Linked DNA regions of Mus musculus: all the other regions are linked to region 2. The links are chromatin contacts, called in public HiChIP or PLAC-seq and promoter capture Hi-C maps. All regions are on one chromosome and are shown on one strand. Each heading gives the region's core, a stretch centred on a gene start, on an enhancer-like site or on the middle of the called end of the contact. The rest is flanking DNA. Distances are from core to core; before and after follow the strand shown. Region 1 holds the start of Stab2 (stabilin 2). Region 2 holds the start of Syn3 (synapsin III). Region 3 overlaps Syn3 (synapsin III).

What was found. Promoter capture Hi-C pulls out the DNA fragments that hold promoters and counts their contacts. HiChIP or PLAC-seq counts read pairs in DNA pulled down with a chosen protein or histone mark.
Region 1: a promoter capture Hi-C map of pre-B cells shows a contact between it and region 2, with 3 times the contacts expected there. The contact joins the promoter of Stab2 here to the promoter of Syn3 in region 2. A contact is called at or near these places in 8 of 39 promoter capture datasets (the 3T3-L1 cell line, 3T3-L1-derived adipocytes, embryonic stem cells and 4 more).
Region 3: a contact with region 2 is called in an H3K27ac HiChIP or PLAC-seq map of embryonic stem cells, with 4 times the contacts expected there. The contact joins the enhancer-like site here to the promoter of Syn3 in region 2. A contact is called at or near these places in 5 of 39 promoter capture datasets (the C10 cell line, cranial neural crest, embryonic stem cells and 1 more), 1 of 115 datasets of contacts at active chromatin or transcription factors (embryonic stem cells) and 2 of 9 other capture datasets (adipose tissue and liver).

What each region holds. Positions count from the first base shown.
Region 1 is chr10:87,005,864-87,010,111 of GRCm38.p6, reverse strand. Stab2 (stabilin 2) reads left to right here and starts at 2,170. Exons shown (of 69, transcript NM_138673.3): 1 at 2,170-2,335. The coding sequence starts at 2,231. All of the region lies in intron 2 of Gm16271 (predicted gene 16271), which reads right to left.
Region 2 is chr10:86,497,336-86,501,290 of GRCm38.p6, reverse strand. Syn3 (synapsin III) reads left to right here and starts at 2,395. Exons shown (of 14, transcript NM_013722.3): 1 at 2,395-2,501.
Region 3 is chr10:86,165,834-86,170,091 of GRCm38.p6, reverse strand. All of the region lies in intron 6 of Syn3 (synapsin III), which reads left to right. All of the region lies in intron 2 of Gm35636 (a long non-coding RNA gene), which reads right to left. Among named protein-coding and RNA genes, the nearest start is that of Gm35636, 6.0 kb to the right of the region's middle. Within about 2 kb of position 2,906, at least 92 of the 459 cell types and tissues checked have an H3K27ac peak or open chromatin away from gene starts, as enhancers often do. A contact at or near this core is called in adipose tissue and hematopoietic stem and progenitor cells, where this site is marked.

The DNA.
Region 1 (4,248 bases), core at 921-3,420, 510 kb before region 2:
CTCTGTCTCAAAGGTTTGGAAACATCCTCAAAGTTGAGCTGTTTCTTCCTTGTTCCTACTGTTTCTCTGTTGTAGGAATCAGACCCTCAAACTAGTCTAACAGGAACAGTCAACCTGGGAAAAAAGGCTTCCTCAGGCCCCTGGTGAGGGCTTTCTTCTCCAGAGAACATAAAACTTCTCCCAGAACTAAACAGTGACTAGAAACATAATATCACAACTGTTCCTGGAGCAGATCACACTCCAAGCCTTCTAGAAGAAAAGGTACCAGAAAGAGACTTCTGACATATCTATCTCTCTCTGGTATATTAGATGAGGGAACATGGCTGACGGGATGTTGGCCTTCAGCATCTCGTTGCTCTCACACTGTTCCTCCTCAAGTAATATTCTAGTCAAACAAGATCAGACACACATGGAGTGGTGTGCCACCCATATGAGCAGAGATCCTGATCAAGTAAGAAAACTGAGGTATCTGTTACTATGGCAATATCACACCATCTTATTGACCGTGAATAAATCACTCGATTTCTTTAGGAAGCCTCAAGAAGTTCTCACCTGTCCTCCCTCTGAGGAGCTCAAGGTGGCTTCTCTGGGGACACACTGGGTATTAGGGTTTTAAGACTCTCCCTGGTGATTCTAATGAGCAGCCACGTGGAATTTCATTGAGATATGAATATCCATGACTCCCCTTTACTTACCAAAGGGTCTATGCTAGAAAGCTCTCTGGTGACTGGAGCTCAATATGGCCTGTAAAAACTTGGAGCAGGGCTATAGAGAAACAAGGGCATTTAACCAACTCTATTGCCATGAGTCTACAGGTTAACTCAGTGTCCTATTTGTGGATGATCCAAGATGTCATGCTTCCTATAGTGGGTCTGACTCTGGCCCACCATGGTCTCCATCAGGGGTGGGGATCTACCCAGTGTGTGTGTGAGGGGCAGAAGGCGGTGGGAAACAACACGGACTCTGGATACAGGGCTGGGTCAGCCATCCCCCAGCTGTAGAATCAAGGCACTGGCTGTCCTTGTTTGCTTTCTACTGCCTCAATAACATCTGACCAGAAACAACTTATATGAGGAAAGGGTTTACTTCACATCATAGCTTACAATCCATCATAAAAGGCTGTCAGGGCAGGAACCTGAAGATGGGAGCTGATGCAGAGACCACAGAGGACCAGGGTTCATCAGCTTGCTCTACCTGGCTTCCTCAGCCTGTTTTCTTATACAATCCAGGACCACCTGCTCAGGGCTGGCACCGCCCACAGTGGGCTGGACCCTCCCACATCAATCATTAATCAAGAAATTACCCCCACAGACTGGCCTACAGGTTCCCTGTCCCTAATCACCGAGAGGACTAGAACAGCGCCTGGCACCTAGTGAGTTTCCAGGGTGTTGGCTGTTGTTATTTTTATTATTCTCAAGCCTTATTTTCTGCTCTAGGCTTTAAGCAGTGGCAGTGCAGAAAAGAGTGACACTGTGCCGTTGCCCTCAAGAAATTCACAACTGGCAAGGGAGAAGGACAGACAGACAGATGGATTGCAATATGTGTATCTGTGCTTTCATGACACGGGTGTGCAAAAATTCAGGAGGAGCAGAAGAGAAAGTCTTCCTGGGAGAAATGGCCTTACTCATCCTTGAAGGGCTACATTAAAGGAGCAGGCTCGGTCACTCACTGCTTCAATAATCTTTAAGAGAAGAGTGGGTGGAAAACCCAACCGTCAGCACCAACATGAATTTTGGCAAACACAGGAGGATGAAGACACTGCTGTCTTCCAAGGCAGGAACCAGGCTTCTGGAACATTCTCTCCGTGTCTGAGTCTATGCACAGTGATGGGCACTCCTACAGATTCTCCCTACAGAAAATCTGAACCTATATGTTGGAATGGAAAGGCCTGGAGTTCTCTGTGGTGTGGTATGGTATGGAAAGGGCTGCAGGCAGGTCCAGTGCAGATCCGCCACAGCGATAGGAGGGGACCATCCCTAGTTGTTCCGCTAGGCACAGAAATCCCAGGTCAGATCTCTGCCTCAGCCCCTTCAGGAAATCCTGTCACTCAGCCAGGACTTATATACAGCTCAGAGTTGCCAACTCCACTGAGCTCCTGTGGTTTCTCAGCCTGGCCTCACCTACTTTCCCTTCCTAACCAGGGAAAGGAAAAGATTTAAATGCAGACAGAGTTCTCCTGGCACTCATCAGAGGAGTTGAAATCGTGAGGTCACCCTGAGGGGAGCCTGGCATGGCAAGGAGCAAGCTTCTCCTCGGCAAGCTGCTGCCTTTAATCCTCATCTTCCTGGGGTTGCTTGTGCAAAATGCCTGCTCCCCAACTGAAGCCCCAGAACTGGTAAGATAAACATTCCTGTGCGTTTACTTGTTAACTTTCACAATGTACTCTAGACGATTTTTTTTTGTTTTCCCATATAATCTTGGTCAAAAAGCCCTACCTGGGCTTCATTAAAATCAAGAAAAAGCTTACAAGACTAAGATCCTAAGCCAGAGGCACTGTCTTTCTGGGGCTGGCTGGGTTGGCGGTTTCTTGTCTGCTGTGCTCACTCCTCAGCTGGCATCTCTGATTTTAGTACTGACATTTCTCTTTCCCTGGCAGAGCAGCTGCATGTTCTGGGCTTTGTTGGGCTACCTTATCACTCTGGGTATCTATCAGCCATCTTCCCAAATGTAGAAATGGAGCATAGCTATAGGAGAGTGACCAGGGGAATTCCAGGGTAGAGAGGTGACGCCCTGTTGATAACAGGAAGCATCCGAAACATTTTCAAAATCCATCAGGCACTCACACATGCCTTCCTCCATCCTCCACTGGAGTGGGGGGACCACGGTGACCTTAAAGACTCGAGAGAAGCTCACACGGGTGCCATACCTGTCTCGGTGATGAGCAATCTCAGGAAAATTATATAAGCAGTATTTGGAGTATGGGATCTCAGCAGCAGATAGAGCTGCTGTGTTACAAGTTCACTCTGGCTCTGAGGACACTTTCCTGAGAATGTGGCAGACAGCACAGTGGGTACCTCTCCAGTCCAGAAGTTAGAGAGGGGCATATTTCAATGGCGACTTCAAAATATTTCAGAGGATAGGCCTTTGGGCTGCCCACTACACTAGCCATTCAACTGTAAGCAAGCAAACTAATCCCACTAAGCTTCAGTTGGTAGGGATTGCTGTCGCAATTATATTCAGCATGGAGGGCCTGCTTGTGTGCAGGCACTTGGCCTTGACCATTGTTCTAAGCTGAGTCTGTTCTTCTGTTGGCTTAAATTTGTAAAATGAGTTATTTCATTTGAAAACAGTAATTTGAAAGTCAGATAGATAGATAGATAGATAGATAGATACATAGATAGATAGATACATAGATACATAGATACATAGATAGATACATAGATAGTTACATAGATACATAGAGGATAGATAGACAAACAGATTTATGTGAGACAAATATATATATATATATATATATATATATATATATATATATATATATGTATGTATATATATATATATATATATACTTTATTTATTTATTTATTCATCCATTCATTCACTCTGCATTCTTCTCTCTGTCTCCCCATCCTGGTCACCCCCTCTCACAATCTTTCCACCCATACATCTCTAAGAGTGTGGAGGCACCCCTGGGTATCCCCCACCCTGGCATATCAAGTCTCTGCAGGGCTAGGTGCATCCTCTCCCATTGAGGTTAGACAAGGCAGCCCAGCTAGAAGAACATAGTTCATGGACAGGCAACAGCTTTTGGGATAGCCCCAGCTCTAATGGGACCCACATGAAGACCAGGCAGCACATCTGCTGCATATGCCTAGGTCCAGACTGTGTACGATCTTTGGTTGGTGGCTTAATCTCTAATAGCCCCAAGAGTCCAGGTTAGTTGGCTCTGTAGGACTTCCTGTGGAGTTGCTCCTTCAGGGCCCACAATCCTTCCCCCAACTCTTCCATAAGAGTCCCCAAGCTCTGTCCACTGTTTTGCTATGGGTCTCCTTATCTATCTGAGTCAGTTGCTGGGTGGAGCCTCTCAGAGGACAGCCATGCTAGGTTCCTGTCTGTAAGCATATTAAGAGTCTCATTAATAGTGTGAGGGATTGGTGGTTGCCCATGGAATGGGTCTCAAGTTGGGTCAGTTAGTGGTTGGTCATTACCTCATTCTCTGTTCCATCCCCCGTGCATGCATTTCTTGTAGATAGGATAAATTTTGGGTAGAAAGTCCTGTGAGTGGGTTAGTGCCCCTATCACTCCACT
Region 2 (3,955 bases), core at 1,146-3,645:
ACCTTACAGTAGAGAGCCTGTATCTAGAACAGTTTGTTATGAAAAGAGCTAGCTCACCCTTTTTAGTTGCACTAAGAACAGTATATTTAGGTTCTTTTCAAATATAAATATCATCTTCAAATGCTACTACTATCACCATCTTTCAGGGTGTGATTTTTTTTTTATGAAGTGATGAAGGAATGTGTACACCTGTTACCATGTAGACATTTGCCTTTACACAGAACCCTGTTCTAAACTGTTCATTTGCTATTGTTTGAGGCACTCTTTCTTTCCTGCATCCATCAAGGTCTTGGTACAAAACAACAGAAATGATCGGGTGACTAATGAAAGAAAGTGGATGAATGCAGAGATGAAGATTCACAAGGAAAAATGGTAGGGTGAGGTACAGGGTGGCCAGAAGGATGAAACTTGAGGAACAGGCAGAGATCATGGGAGCACTGGGTCTGGCCACTGTGATTCAGGACTGCATGGTCCAGTCTCTTTAGAATGCTGCCGCTGTCATTGTCACCCTGAGCAGCCTCCTGTACAATCTATCTTCTTCTTTTGTTACTATTGGTTGAGTGAGCATTCTGTCCTAAGGATTGGAGGTGAATGGCAGATGGGACAAACTGTGGAAGATTCTGTCCCGGGGAATAGTCAGGCTTTCACGCAGTGAAAATTAACCATCAAAAAGATGGAGAGATACAGGGAGTGGAGATATGGTTCAGTGGTTAAGAGTATGCACTGCCCTTGCAGGAGGCCTGAGTTCAGTTCTAAGCACCCAGGTGTAACCCCTGCTCCAGGCAGGTCCCTTTCTCTGATCTCTGCATCTCTACAGGAACCTGTACTCATGTTCACAAGCCTACATACACATAATTAAAAATAAGTAACTCATTTTTAAAATATATGGAAGTAAAAAATAAATGACATTTTCTAGAAAGCAATCCTTTAGCTGGTGCTCAGCTTGCTGCTGCTGATGGTTGAGAAGCAATGACTTGGCATCTTCTACCTCACAAGTCCTTGTACAACCTACAGGGCCAAACCCAGAGATTTATGAAATCATCTGCTGTTTCTCCGAATTTAAACCTTTCAGGTGAGAACAGTAGGGGCAAAGGGATTGCTTCTCCGGGGGCTGATTACTGTTTGTAGGCCTCTTTCATTATTCAAGGTTCATGCACAGAAATAAAAATGCTAAGTGGCACTGACCTCCAGGGCATGATGGAAGAATACCATTAATGGAAAAACCCTTGGTGATGTATACTGAGCACTGCTCAGCAAACACTGACCCTGCATTGAATCTGCACCTTTTCTTATATATAGTGCAATCAAACATAAGTACTCGTGCAGTAATTTGCCTGGCTTCTCTTCTAAACCTTTGTCCAACTCCTTCCTTCCTTAGAAACGGAAGGTTCTTTAGAATTCTTGTCCTGGCAAGAATTCCCCTTCCATTTTTCCAAGTACTTTTTCTGTGCACCTTTAACACCAGTGGTGTTTTTTTTTTAAATAACTACATTTATAGGTCTTTATATTGCAGCTAGAAATGGATGTGGTGTCACGTGTCTTTTAACTCAGCACTCAAGAGACAGAGGCAGGTGGACCTCTATGAGTTTGAGGCCAGCCTGGTCTACATAGTGAGTTCCAGGCCAGCCAGAACTACATAGAGAAACCCTGTCTCTAAAATCAAACCAAATACTGGAGGACAGAGAGCCTTAAAGGAGACCTGCTTTGAATTTCTGAGGGACCTTGAGGCATAGAAGTGACACATGAGACAGGGACCTGCCAAATATCCTCCCATTCTGTGCTGGTTAAGCTTTTCAATTGCCTTATTTTCCAATCTGTAATTTCTTTTAACCTTGTAGTCTTAATTCTCATCTCACAAATCTCCTCTATGGAGAGGCCTGGCATAGTCCCGACATCCCTTTTGTGTTCTCATTACACATCTCTATCAGTTTACAGCAAGCTGACATTATCTTTTGTTTGTGCACTTGTATGTAACCAACTCCTCCTCATGCCATCCCCAGCCAGGGTAAGAGCTTAGCTCCTTGTGCTTGTACTCCTATGACATTTGCTGACAGCTGACTCACTGGTCTCTCAGAAGCTCCTACTAAGGCCCAGGGAAGTCAGGTGACTTTCTCCAAGCTGGCTTCCTAGGATACTGAACTGCATTATTCACACTCCCTGAGGGGCATCTCAATCCTCCTGGGATGAAGAAAGATCGTCCACTTGGCCACTTGAGGCCAGCAACAGCAAAGCTTGCTTGCTCTAGCAACTTTCCCTACCTGGCTGGCGAGGGAAAGCCTAGAGACTGAGAAAGGAGGGGCTTGAGGGGCGGGCCTGGATGCAGGGCCCCTGTTGGCCCAGCCAATGGGCTCTCCGGCGTAGGGAGACCAGTCTGCCCAGAGGAGGCGCTCACGTACTGTGCAGGGCAGAGGCAGAGCGCGCAAGCTGCAGCGCTCCCGCAGATCCTGTAATTGGCGGCGCCAGTCCGAGGTACACACGGGCCACCGTAGCTGGCACTGTCGGTAAGCCAAGGCAAAGTGGAGTAGGTGGGTTTTCTGGCCTTAGGGAGCACTCACCCCGAATCCGAGCTGTTGGTGCGTCCTCGGGCAGTGCTACTTCCCCATAAGCTCTCTCTTTTGTTAGCCGAATGTTGATGCTGCATGTTGGTGGGGTGCAGGTGCTCCGTGAGCCCGGAGTGCCACCCTCCGGTCCCAGGCTGCTGCTGCCGGTCCCTAGCACTGGTCCCTGTAGAGTACCGGAACCCTGGGGCCCTCAAAGCTATGACTACTGAGGTATTCAACCCAACATCCAGACCTGTCCCGGAAAAGAGCTTCCTCTGGGAAGCTGAGACCACAACAGATACTGGTGCTCTGCACTGGATCCCAGCACCTGCTCTAGGCAGGTCCCTCAGGACCTGTTGCCTTGGGTCTGGGGCTCAGATCTGTTGCGCAGTCTTCTATTTCCAGCTATCCTGAGACGAAGGAAAAAACCTTGGAGGGTTTTCCTGGCCAGGCTAAGACTAACACTGCTGGAGCGCCCTGGTTATTTATTCATGACTTACTTGGCTGTAAGCCAGACACTATGCTCTCAGCTCTAGCGGCCTTAAAGGAATCTCAGGAGTTGCTGGGGCCTACCAGGGATGATAGGATAGGAGGGATTGCAGTGTGGTGTAGTGCAGACAGCAAGAGGTGGGTGGGTCGTGATGCAGCCTGGAAGACACACAGAGACTGGAGAGTTTGCCAGCCTGAGAGCTGTGGAATCAGAGGCATCAGGGACAGGAAGAATTTCAGGTAGATTTTCCCATGTGCAGACGAAAGAAGTGAAGAACTCAGAATCTCAGCTAATCAAACAGCAGATTGCACAGTAGAACCAGGACTTGCAGATGGGACCTAAACTGCAAGGTAGAAGGGGCTAGCCAAAAATGTACACAATCTAGAGATGCATGCAGCCTGACAAGTTTATCCTAGGACACGGGAGGCTGGGAAAGAATTCCAGCTGATCCCACAGCCACTCTGCTAGCTCTGTGGACAGTGACTGGAGCTGGCATCTTCAAGCTAGTAAGTTGTGAAAAGCTGGTTTTCAGGCAACGTGGCTGCAAATACTCTGGCCCCTTAAGGCTGACTATCTGACAGGGGCTCTGTAACCCTAGCTTCTGGGCATGAATTCAGGCAGGGAGATGCTGTCATGTGATGCTTGCTCCTGTCATTGTATTGGAAGCTGTGGCCTCTATCTTGTCATCGGGGATAGCCCTTGGGGAGTTGGATAGAGCATCTGTGCTCACTTTCTGATGCCTGGTCCCTGTGTGAGAACTTCTGCCTTACCTGGGCTTACCTTTCTATCTTCCAGGGCCAAGGGGCTGCTGTTTGGGTTGCCATATAGAGACTGGTATAGCGGCAATAAAAAAGGCTCCTAGGAAGTGAGACCAGAAAGCCACTTCATCTATTTGCCTTAAAGACATTTTTGACCTTGTGGGTCT
Region 3 (4,258 bases), core at 1,657-4,156, 330 kb after region 2:
TCTGGTAAGGGTCATGTGGCAGAGGGTATCATGGGACAGAAGCTCACGAGAGGTCACAAGGCAAGACGTAAAGCTGGAGAGCAAGCTTAGAAAACCAAATTAGCTTAATGGCAAGCCTAGACAGCATCCCAGGAGCCTAATCAGCTCTGAGGCTTGATCTCTTAAAGGTTCCACCACCCTTCAATACCATCAGATTGATACAAGCTTCCAGATTAGGGCAGGGGCTACAACATTCCAAGCATAACAGTAACACTGCAGAAGGTATGGATGCAGAGAGGTGTGAGGAAGTAGGAGCGGTGGTGTTAATCTATTGCTGTGTCTCTGCTTCTGACTCTCCCTCATATACTTCAGCCTCTCTGTTTTGCCTCATGCCCACCCACACCCACCCTGAGGAGAGAGGACATACAATCTGTGCATTGGCATCTGTGACCAATAACTTGTATAGGGCCTTGAGCTTAGAAGGATGTCTTGGTGGTAACCCCAAAGGTCACGCTTGCTCACCTTAGTGTGCACAAGATACTCTGAACTTGCTCCTTCTCTGTATATCAGAAACCAACTAATTCTTTCAGCCACTCCTATACTTAGGTACTTTCTCCTTTGACAGCTGAGGAAGCCAAGGGTTTGCGATGTCCATTTGCCCAGGGTTGTACAGGTAATAGGTAAAGAGAATTTTGCTGAGCCTAGTCTCCGATCACAGGTGTGTTAATGCAGTGCTGTGTTCCGTTCATCAAACCAGGAAATCTCTTTCTGGTTCTCTCAAACCAGAACTCAGGTCAGGTTGTGTCCGACGTCCGATGCAGTGCTTACACTTTCAACCTTACCTATGTCTGTGCTATGACTCATCTATTGGTCATCCTTTAACTTTTCCACGTTAAGTTGAATAAATGCCTTTTAGAGGAAGCTGCATGTGAGGGAGGACCATAAATGAGGGTCAATAGCTCGTACCACAACAGACAAAGTAGCCATTAAAAGGATCTACAGAAACAGGATCTACAGAAAAGAGGGCATAGTTCAGTTACCAAAGGCTTGTCTAGCGTTCACAAACTCTTGGATTGTGTCCCCACTGCACAAAAAAACCTGGACATAGTGGCAAATGCCACTAATCTCAGCATTCCAGAGGTGGAGGCAGGAGCATCAGAAGTTCACAGTCATACAAGGCTACACAACAATTGCCAATCCAACTTGACATTCCAGGGGACCCTGTTTCAAAAGATAAAATGATTTACAAAAATAAAGCAGATTTATTAAGTTCAAACCGGCTTGCCTTAGCTCTAAGCTCCCAGAGAAAGTTGGATGTTTGTGGGCACAGGGTATGTGGCAGGTTGAACTAGCTCTAAACTTAGATATTCTTGATGGCTTCTCAAGGTTAGGAAGTTCATTGAAAATAGAAGAATGTCCTGCTTCAATGGTTCGATGTATGAATATATTCAGGTTCCACCAAAACCTACTGGAGGGGCCACCAGAAACTCTGGCTCTATTTCAGATGTACATGGCTTTGGAAGAAAGGCCCAAAGTAGTTCTGAGGAAAGACCCCAAGAACCTTCTGGAAATCCTTCAGTCCCTCCTTGGATTGAGTCTTTAGAGGCCACTAAAGATCTGTCTGTGTGACCAAGGATTGTGGCCAGTGTTCTCAATGAGTAGAACACATTGCTGTAGTTCAGACCAGTCCATTAAAGCCATGATCACAAGCCTACAGCACTATTGAGGACTGATAGAAACTTTAAGTGGTGGGACCTAGAAAAAGGAAGTTAGGTCATTAATGGCATATTCTTGAAGGGGATGTCGGGACCCTGGCCACTTCCTGTCTCAATCTTTGCTTCCTGACTGCTGCCGTACAGTGAGCTGTTGCTTCTGACCTAAGCTCTGCCATCTTGTACAACTCTAGATGTCCCTCCCATGCACAGACACCTCTGTAGTCCCTTTATTTCAATGGGAATTGGAAATTTATTGGAAGCTATGCCCACCCACCATAAAGAGGCAACCATTTTGGCTTTAGAGTCTCATTGCTACTCCAGTGACCCAGAAAACACTGCACTGATCCCTTGAACCCAGATCCTGCAAAACATTGGGATTTTCTGCCTATCCTAGGGCTTCTGTGTCCCGTAAATTAACCCTTCTCAAACTCCCCTTTTGTGGGAACCTCCGCATCATCTCTTCCCACAGCCAAGGAATTGTTTTCCCATCACACAAGTGAGGGACCTTCTGCTGAGTGCAAGCATTTCTCCCAAATCAGTTCTCTCCCGTGTCAAAAGTTGCTTTATTTTTTGTAAGGAGCTGGGTCTTTGAATCAAAAGCTGGAGAGCAAAGGAGTGCAGACCTTTCCCAAAACATTGGCCACGTGGCAGCAGCATGGCTGGAAAGACAAGGACACCGCAGAACAAAAACACAAACCAGCTGATTTCACCCGGCTTCGCAAGTGTTTAACACATGCACACACACACACACACACACACACACACACACACAGATGTGTGCACACATACACACAGGTATGCTACACAGCTGATTTTGATAGATTGGCAATTTCCTGTCATCCCTAGACCTTTATCTCCATTTTATCCTTTGACTTTAAGGGTACATATGACTTTCTTCTTGTTTTTTCTATTGTTCGTAGTGTGTGTGTGTGTGTGTGTGCGTGCGTGTGTTTGCTTTCTCTTTTGTTGTTCATCTTTTTTCTCGATTTTTCTAAGAAAAGTGTTCTGAAGGAAAGAATCTCATAAGACACTCCTTTGTTTTCTTTTGTGTTCTTAACTCTGCCCCAGCTTGGGATTCTGCTCCCTGTCTGTGCACAGCAAGGCCTAACCAACTTTCTGGGCTGTTCCCTCCCCTTCCCAGGAACAGTGAGAAACAGCAGAGAAAGCCATCAAAGGCTGCAGCTCCACAGGCCCCGTGCCTCCTGCTTGGGCACAGAGAGAGGAAAGAGGCCCCTGTGGGCCCCAAAGGGGATTTCTTCACTTCCTGGCAGTCTCCAGTACACAAACTGTGTTTGCTAGGAGGGAAAGGAATGCTATTGATGGCGTTGATGCTGCTGGAGAGGAGAAACAAAAATAATCTGGGACCACTGGCTCTGTTTCCTGTGCATGTGTCTGTGTGTCTGTCCTGTCCCCAGCCTGTCTGGCAAGCTCCGTGCTTGTTTGGGCTGGAAAAGGTTCGTGGAGAGGGCTCCATGGAGCCAGGGCCTGCTGCAAAGACATTTCCAGGGTCCATGACCCTGGCCCAGCAAAGTAGGACAGCTGCCACCTGGCACCTAGAAGTGTCTATTCTCAGTTGTGGCCACAGGGATGGAGAAAGCCTCCTTCCTCCTTAACTGCTCTGTTTCCTCTGTGCCCATCAATCTCTGGCCCTACAGGCATGACCTGTGCTTAGACCGTTGCTTGTATGTTTCAAGCCCACCTCCCACCCCCCACCCCCACCCCCACCCCCACTTAACTTTAGGCTCCTTAAGACATAGTAGGTGACTCAAGGTGAACCCTAGCTCTTGGTCCCTGCCTAGAAGTTTCTGGAATTCAGTAGATACTCAGCATATTTAGTAGAATGGCTTCTATGTCCACTCTCTGTCTTTCAACTTTCCTTCCCTGACACCACCTGTCTTACCTCTGAGAGAATCATCTCGAGCCTGAGGATGCTGTAGGGAGAGCCTGGCTGTCCTCATTCTGCAAAGGAAGATACTAACCTCAAACCCACCTTCACACTGATAGTAAAATGTGGAAACTTTAGGATCTGAGATGTTGGTTTGTTTCCCACCCCCCAACCCCACCCCCCCCCCCCCCCCGGTATCTTTCCATTGCTACATTTTCTCTTTCATCTCTTCTGTTACTTTCTTTTCTTGCCTTCTCTGCCCACCGATATACCTGCCCATAATCACCCTTTCCATTCTGGCCAACCATGTCTCCATCTGTGACTTAAGGACTCTATGGGCTCTGAGCAGAAGACTGAGATGAATCCACTGTGTGAACCCAGATGTATCAGCAGAGAGGAAGCAAGGATGAGCACCAGTTAGCTGAACTCATATCTCTACTCTTCTCACTCCTGGAGACATATTTCTCCGTGACTTTTATTTAAGATCACCTCGTCATGGTCTGTGTGTGCATCTTATAGGTACATATTCGTGTGGGTGTGTACACGGGTGGGTAGAAGTCAGAGGTCAATATTAGATCATTTCCCTAATCACTCTCTAATTTACTGTTTAACACGGGGTCTCTCAGTGAACCTGAAGCTCACCAATTCAGCTAGGTTAGCAGACCAATGAGCTGGAGGC